Regions from separate parts of the Gossypium hirsutum genome. Here region 1 is linked to region 2. A link is a contact called in public Hi-C data. All regions are on one chromosome and are shown on one strand. Each heading gives the region's core, a stretch centred on a gene start, on an enhancer-like site or on the middle of the called end of the contact. The rest is flanking DNA. Distances are from core to core; before and after follow the strand shown. Region 1 holds the start of LOC107926661. Region 2 holds the start of LOC107926590 (ketol-acid reductoisomerase, chloroplastic).

What was found. Hi-C and Micro-C count contacts between places; a contact is called where the count stands out from the background.
Region 1: a contact with region 2 is called in a Hi-C map of leaf, with 5 times the contacts expected there. The contact joins the promoter of LOC107926661 here to the promoter of LOC107926590 in region 2. A contact is called at or near these places in 9 of 34 Hi-C or Micro-C datasets (callus, hypocotyl, leaf and 1 more).

Annotation. Positions count from the first base shown.
Region 1 is chrA07:8,050,743-8,054,645 of Gossypium_hirsutum_v2.1, reverse strand. LOC107926661 reads left to right here and starts at 1,572. Exons shown (of 2, transcript XM_016857553.2): 1 at 1,572-1,790; 2 at 1,876-2,328. The coding sequence starts at 1,640. The coding sequence ends at 2,096.
Region 2 is chrA07:7,902,464-7,906,301 of Gossypium_hirsutum_v2.1, reverse strand. LOC107926590 (ketol-acid reductoisomerase, chloroplastic) reads right to left here and starts at 1,949. Exons shown (of 10, transcript XM_041117465.1): 1 at 1,712-1,949; 2 at 1,553-1,645; 3 at 925-990; 4 at 376-486; 5 at 1-223. The coding sequence starts at 1,795.

The DNA of each region.
Region 1 (3,903 bases), core at 323-2,822, 150 kb before region 2:
TGACAACATTGTTAAAATTCTTTGTTAAGTTCAAATTTATTAAATTGTCAATTTTTTCGTTATATGATTATCAAATAAATATTTTTTTATAAAATTTCAATATGTTGCATAAAAAAATTGTAATACTGTTAATAGCTGAATTTAAAATTTTAAATTCTATAATAAACGATTTGATAAATAAAATAAATTTAAAAAAATGAAAAATTAAATAAAGTTGGGGTGAAATAAGCGATTATGATTTTATTAATGGGGAGTACGAGGCGGGACAAAATAGAGATTAGGTTAGTAGAAATAAAGCAAATAGTTGAAAAGCAAGAGTGAGAGGAGTGAACATTAAAGCATGACCGTTGAGGTGGTGCTGCAAAAGTGGTAGCCTTGCAGATTCTGACAGCAGAGACGCGTCTTCTCTGTTGCATGGGAATGAATACGAAAGGAAAGGGACAAGTAGGGATAGCAGTAATACAGTTGTCAGGACAAGCTCCTTTCTCTTCCGGACAAGACCCATCACCATTTGGACTACAAATTCCTAAGCCCTGTTTGGGCCTTTTCAATCGTGGAATGATTTGTTGAAAGAGAAGGTCAGCCCACACAAATCTATAGGATCCTTAACACTACCCTATCAAAACCAAGGAAAGAAACATCAAAGGAATCTAAGAAAATACAAGGTTGTAGTGATTGAAATCGAAAATAGACTCAAACTGATATATTTGGTAATAAATTTTGTTATTATTATTTATTTAATATATAATTGATTTTAATTTTTATTATATAAAAATAAATATTTTATATTTAAATTAGTTAAAATAATTCAAAAGTTGTTGAAAAAATAATGTTTTTGAGAAATATTTTATGCGAAAAATCTTAAAATTTTCTCAAAAATATTCAAAAGCCATAAAATAAATTTCATTTTATCAAAATAAATCTAAAAAATCAAAGCAAAAAATTAATATGAAAAAATCGATAATCAAACTGAGTCAAACTAAATTATGATGGACAGTTCAAAAAAATTAAAAAATCTGATCGAACCGAACCGATATCACCCTAAAAGAGACATAATAATTCAACTCTCTCACAATTCCTTTTTCTTGTTCTTATTTAATCCACTTTTTAAACCATATATATTAGTTTAAAATTTTAATTTACAAAATAATTAAGTACTAAAATTATTTAGCGATATAGTTTAAATTTTGAAGTCGGTACATTTACATTAACTTTCATTTTCTAAAGTGAAAGTCAATCTTTGAAGGTGACAACTTCAAAGTCAAACCCTTAAAATATCAACTTTAATTGACACATTTATGCCTAATGCAACAAATGACATTATGCTAGATTTGTTTTTGGCATTATTGTTAGAATTAGATCAATCGACCGTATCAATTAAGTTAAGAACCATTTGCTATGCTGATAAAAAAAAAAGTTAAATTGATTTTCAAGTGAACTGTTCTAAATCGATTGAGTCAGGAATAAATTATTGAAGCAAATTTTATAAATTTTTAATAAATTTTAAATTTTTATATAATATAAATAATTTTATTTAATTAAATCCAAACTGAACTGAAAACCGATAAATTGATAGGGTGTATAAGATAATACTACTTTATTTAATAAAACCCTAAATTGAAAGAAGCTCTGCTTGGAGATGTCCTTTTTTGGTTGCAGATTAAACTATCCTCTGCTAAACCTCATACTTTCCAAGCAGCCCTCGTCCTACCCACTCGCCGCTTTGACTCGCTCTCAAATCAGGTTCTACTCTACCAACGGCGACGACAACGACGACGTTAGTAACAAAGGTAAACCAATGTTCCAACTTAGTCTCTGGTTAATTCACGAGGTACTTTAGGAATAGTAACGTTTTGCAAAATTGGATTCTTGCAGAGCTGAAAAGGCGAATACAGAAGTTCCTTGATGGCGATGAAGATGCTATGCCTTCAATCTTTGAAGGGATTCTGAAGAGGAAGTTGTCAGGGAAACATGAGGAAAGTGATGATGAATTGATGAAAGAGATTCGCGGTGAATGGAAACAGCCTCTAGATGATGCTGACGATCTAGAATTCGATTCTGATTTGACCGACTCTTCTGGTACTGATGGAGACTAATTGTAGGTCAGAAAGGTGCATTATCTGGATGATCATATCTTATGAAACAATATATGAAGATATTAATCGTTTATACTTGAAATGATCAAGAGAGTAGGGCAATTTTATTCTATTTTCCTAGAATTCTGCTGTTTATTTCTTTAGTGGTTGTTAGCAAAAGTAACGCAGAATGTTTGTTAGTAAATTTATTGTGATCAATTTTTAATTTAATTGATTCAATTGATTAATTTTATTAATAGTGCATTGAAGATGTATTCAATTGATTGGTTTGATTAATGGTGTATTGAAGATGTTCAGTGATATATTCTTAATACTGTGGTGAAGATAGAAAAGCCCTTGGGAAAGCTGTCCCACTACTCTATCCTTGAGTTCAATAGGGTCGGGGATGTCTGAAAATATGCTGATTTTCCTAAAAATGCTTTCTTTAGATTATATTTTGTTTTTTTAAATGAATAAATTAATCTACGTATATTAAAGTAAAGAGTAAATTAATCTTTTTATTAAAAATTGTAATTATTTCTATTATTAAAAATTATTTCTCATATGTTAAAATGAGGTGCACATGTAACTACTTAATTATTTTGTCAACTGCACCAGTTTTTATTAATAGAATGAATAAAAATTTTAGTTTGGTCTCTAATCTAATGTAAAGAGATTAAGAGCTAATCTAGCATTGCTTTTAAAAAGTATTTTTGGGATAAAAAATACTTTTGAAGAGAAGTTAAAATTTTTTGTTTATGTTAAAAGCATTTTTGGGGTTTAAAAAGTATTTTTCTCTAAAAAAGTATATTATTTAGTAATATTTTAACTTCAAAAGTGTTTCTTAGAAAGAATTTTAATATAATCTTAATTTACTTATAAAAAAGACATGCATTTTGACATCTTGTACAGAATTTTTCATAATACTCTTTCGGTTGGTATTCTATTCATCAACTAAGACCTTTAAATTGTTCCATGATTCAAGGATGAAGCCAGCCAATCCATGTAAAAGTTGAAACTCTTACATTATGAGGTTGTTTCTCGGGTGGCGTGGATTTTGGTATTCCCCTAAAAACAAAGTGAGACTAGCATTGTGGGCTGACCTTCTCTTTCAACAAATCATTCCCCAATTGAAAAGGCCCAAGCAGGGTTTAGGAAATTGTAGTCCAAAATAGTGCTGTGTCTTGTCTGGAAGAGAAAGGAGCTCCTCCTGACAACTGTAACACGGCTATCCCTACATGTCTCTTTCCTTTCACATCCATTCCCATGCAAAAGAAAAGACGTGTCTCTGCTGTCAGAATCTGCGAGGCTGCTTTTGCAGCACCACCTCAATGGTCATGCTTCAAGGTTTTTTTATAAAAATAACTAAAAAAATTAATTAATTATTAAAATAATTTATTTTTTAATTAAATATTAAAATATCTGAAATTTAAGGTAAAAGTTGGTGGAGCTAAATTATATGGCGCTACTAACTTGTCACGTCAACAGAGAATATAAAAAAATTAATTTTTTAGTAGAGCCATGTAAAATGGCGTCACCTGTATAAATATAATAAAAATACTATAATTTTTAAAAAATAGAGAATTTCAAAATAATTTTCTATTTTTTGGTACAGTCAATTTAAATGGCGTCACCATACCTTACACCACGCCACCTTCTTTCTTTCTTTTTTTATTTTTTACTTTTTTTAACTTTTGTCTTTTTCTCTAATTTTTGTCTTATTTTATTTTATTTTGTTTATTTTGTTTATTTATTTTATTTTTTTGTTATTAATTTTAAAAAATTTGAAATATATATTTGAAATGTTTTATAATATATATTTTTAAAA
Region 2 (3,838 bases), core at 700-3,199:
GGACTCCAAAACTAGAATTGATTCCAGCACCGTTGATCTCTTTCCCTTGAACATAAAGTCTCCTTACAGATGGACCCATTCCTTTAGGACACACAGCAATTACACTAATGTTCTTTGGGAAATCAAGGCCCATTGATTGCAAGTGTCCAAGAAGAAAGCCATGGGAAAGCCCAAGGATGCTATTGGGTTTCATGTGGGAGAATATCTTCTCATGATTGTCAGCCTGCAAAATCACATAGAATTCAATTCTTTGCGCAAGAAAAATCATATAATTAGTAAGACCAATGACCAACCAGTTATTTTCATTAGTAGTTTAGCCAAAAGAAATATTATATTGAAACAAACCTATGCAGCATCAGAAATTAAGAGTAATACAAGATCACTTCCAGAAATAGTTTCCCACATATCACCCAAAGTGCCATTTTCTTCAGAGAACCCAGCAGCGCGAGCTTCAGCAAAAGAAGGAGAACCGGTCCTGAGTCCAACCTGTAATTTTATATTATTTAAATATTTCTCAAAAATATTATATTATATTTTATAAATGTAAATGCCTACATCTCTAAAATAAATAAAAAATAAAACCATTAAATTTTTGTACGTATTATAAAATTTTTTCTATTTTCTATTTTAACATTCTAGGTTTTTTTAGCAGGTGCACCTAAAAAACCAAAACTTAAAACACGTAAAAAGGCTAAAGCTTGAAATGTTTAAGAATTTGAGTAACATTAATTTATTTTCTTTCCAGCTTAAAACGCCATCTTTTTTCCTTTAACGTTATGAAAGCCAGAAAATGAGAATAGCGGGATGTTATTGTCGCTATTCTTGCGGCCATTATGCGCCGCTATTGTTGTGATTTATATTCACAACCATTTTCTTCCGCTATTTGAATTGCTGATAACAACGTAACTGAACTAAAGAGATCACCTTGACAATGATATTAGATTTTGCATCAGCAAGAGAATCCCTTAAATTTTGAGCTTGAGCAGGTCCCTGAAAGAAGTTTGTTAGCAGTTAGTAAGTTGGAGATTTTATCCCTCTACTTACATTCCGATATACATTGAACAAAGGGGTACTTCATGAAACCATAATGAAGAATATGAAAGATATAAACAGCAACCCATGTTGCTGGGGCAACAATATCTATTACAAGAAGCAAAATACCATTTCTTTCTTTAGTTGAGTGAAGATGCAAAGTATTTTTATACAACAATACATGGATACCACTTGCTTAATAAACCAAAAGCTATATAACATAACACAACGCACACGATGCCATCAAACCAGAGGCAAATTTAGAGGCCATCAAATGAATTTTTTTTTTCCAAAATGATGGAATTATAAATGAATACAAAATAAAATTACACCAAATATTTTATAATTCAATTCCAGGATAAAATAATATTTATATTTACTCCATGCATACACGAATTGCAATGTCTAATATATATACAAGAGTGGAGAAGTCATAAATGGCCATATATAAATAAAACGAAAATAAAGCCTAAGACAAAAAAAATGATAAAAATAAAATTCTGGGGGTTTGGTTTGGTACCTGGGAGCCCCAGCCAATAACACCAATCTGCTTAATCCCTTTGAAAGCATCAGGCAGCAACTTAAACAAATCTCTTCCTCCTCTCACAATGTACTATAAAAAAAAAACCCAAATCAATAAGCTCTCGAAATGAGATTACAAAAAAAAAAAAAAACCCACTTCGTGGTGACCAGCGAGGGAGACTTTCTCTTTCTTAAAGACACAAGTTTGGAAATCGAGAGATATGTGGGTTTGGGAGGCCATAGCTGAGTCGCAGCAATTATGAATAGTCAGTGTAGTTGGTATGAGAGGACTCAAAAAAACTGAAAATGGACGTCAAGAAACCTAAATTAAAGTTTTGGAGGAAATTGAGGGAGAGAGAGCAGTGAAGTAAGTAGGCGCCAAATATTGAGCTTTAGCAAAAAGGGGGCACAAGCATTTGGAATTTAGTCTACAAATTTAATCTTTTTAAGTTTGTTTTTCTTTTATTATTAATTTGTTAGTATCACTTTTTAAAATAAAATAATTATTATTTGATAGCAATATAATTTAAATAATAAGGATTAAATTTTTAAAAAGATATAAAATGTACATGAACTTTTATTTCGATACTTTCATATCAATCCAAATGTTCTGTTCCGTTAGTAAACCTAAATAATAAACTTTGATTTTATTATTTATTTTAAATTTATGTAATAATAAATTGTATTAACGAAGGTTATTAATTATAATATTAAGTAAGCTTCTGAGGTGGGCCAGCCCTGCCCTCTGCAACTTTCGGCTTTAGTAGGCGCTACTGTATCAAATGTAACGCAATGGTGAATAATAAAATTGTCAACCATCAGTATTTAGGGAAAAAAAAAAGAAAAGAAAAAGAAATATTGTGCCTACAATCAAAATTCTAATTAAATTACCCATAAACGAGAAGTAATGGTAAACATGTGAAAAATCTTGGTTTTTACCATAAATAATTATATTTAATTATAAAATAATCAATGTTGCCCTTTTTGTCGTCCAATTATTTTAGAGTTTTGGGTGTTTTCATTGTTTAGTTTAGTTAAGGTTTTGGCAAGAAGGTAGATTCATTCAAGCTTGAGGAATAGACGTAGGACAATGGAGTTTCTCTGTGAGGAAGAGAGGAAAATGCGTTGAAGTAGGGCCCTTGGTTTGTTGTAGCAAGGATAGGCAAAATGGGGCAAGTTTGCATTGAAATCAGCTTGGATGAACCTCTCATTGTAGACAAGTAAATGTAAAAGAAATGATTTTGAGAAAGATCACATTTTCACATATCTGAAAGTGGTAGCTGATAGACATGCTGAAGGTATTTGCGGGGAGATTGGTGGCCCACCTCAACAATGCCAAGGAGTTAGTATAGACGCACAAAGGATATTTTCCTCAAAATCATGCCTACTAATATTCACATTCTGCATCTTGTAACTTCATTTCACATTCTTCTACTCAATCATTTTTCCAAAAATATTTCTCTCTCAAATTAGTCACCAAAACAATTGTAATTTCTCAAAATTTTAACACACATAAAATTAACTAATCATATTATTTAGACATGAAACAATTCAAATGTAATTATAAAATGGATAAACTACATCGGTAGTCATCTAACTATTAGTATTTTTTTTATGTTCGTTCAACTATAAAAAGTTACAAAATGATTAATTAACTATTTGAATTTTTCTTTTTTTGGTCATCAACTATTAAATTACTAAAAAAAAATAATTTGGCAACTTTTAAAATTGATATAATAATAACTTTAACCATTAACATTTATATATTGTATCAATACTAACATTATTCAATATTAAAAGTATAATTATTTACTTCAAAATTTGAATGCAAAAATATATTATATAAACTTTTGATTTCTAATATTATATAATTCAAATGTGCAATTGTTGTATTTAAAGGTATAAGAAGAATCACTCCATTCCAAAAAAGAAAAAAAAACTTATATTATATATTGAAAATAGTATTTTGTGATGTACAATATTTTTTTTATTGTTCTGCACACAGTTTAAGAAATTTGTTTGGAACAAAAAAAAAAATTATACAATAACTAAGAATTGTAATTTGAAAAGAATTATTCATATATAAAATTAATCAAACATATTAATATAAGATGTGGGGTCATTATTAATAAACAACATTTACAATAGTTTGCATTTATATAATTTGATTTATTTTAAAAAGTGATTAAATTTATAGGGTAATAATGAATTTTTAAGAAAAAATTTATGTTTTATCATATTGACTAAAGAACACTTTTATATCTCACACTCACACTTACACTAA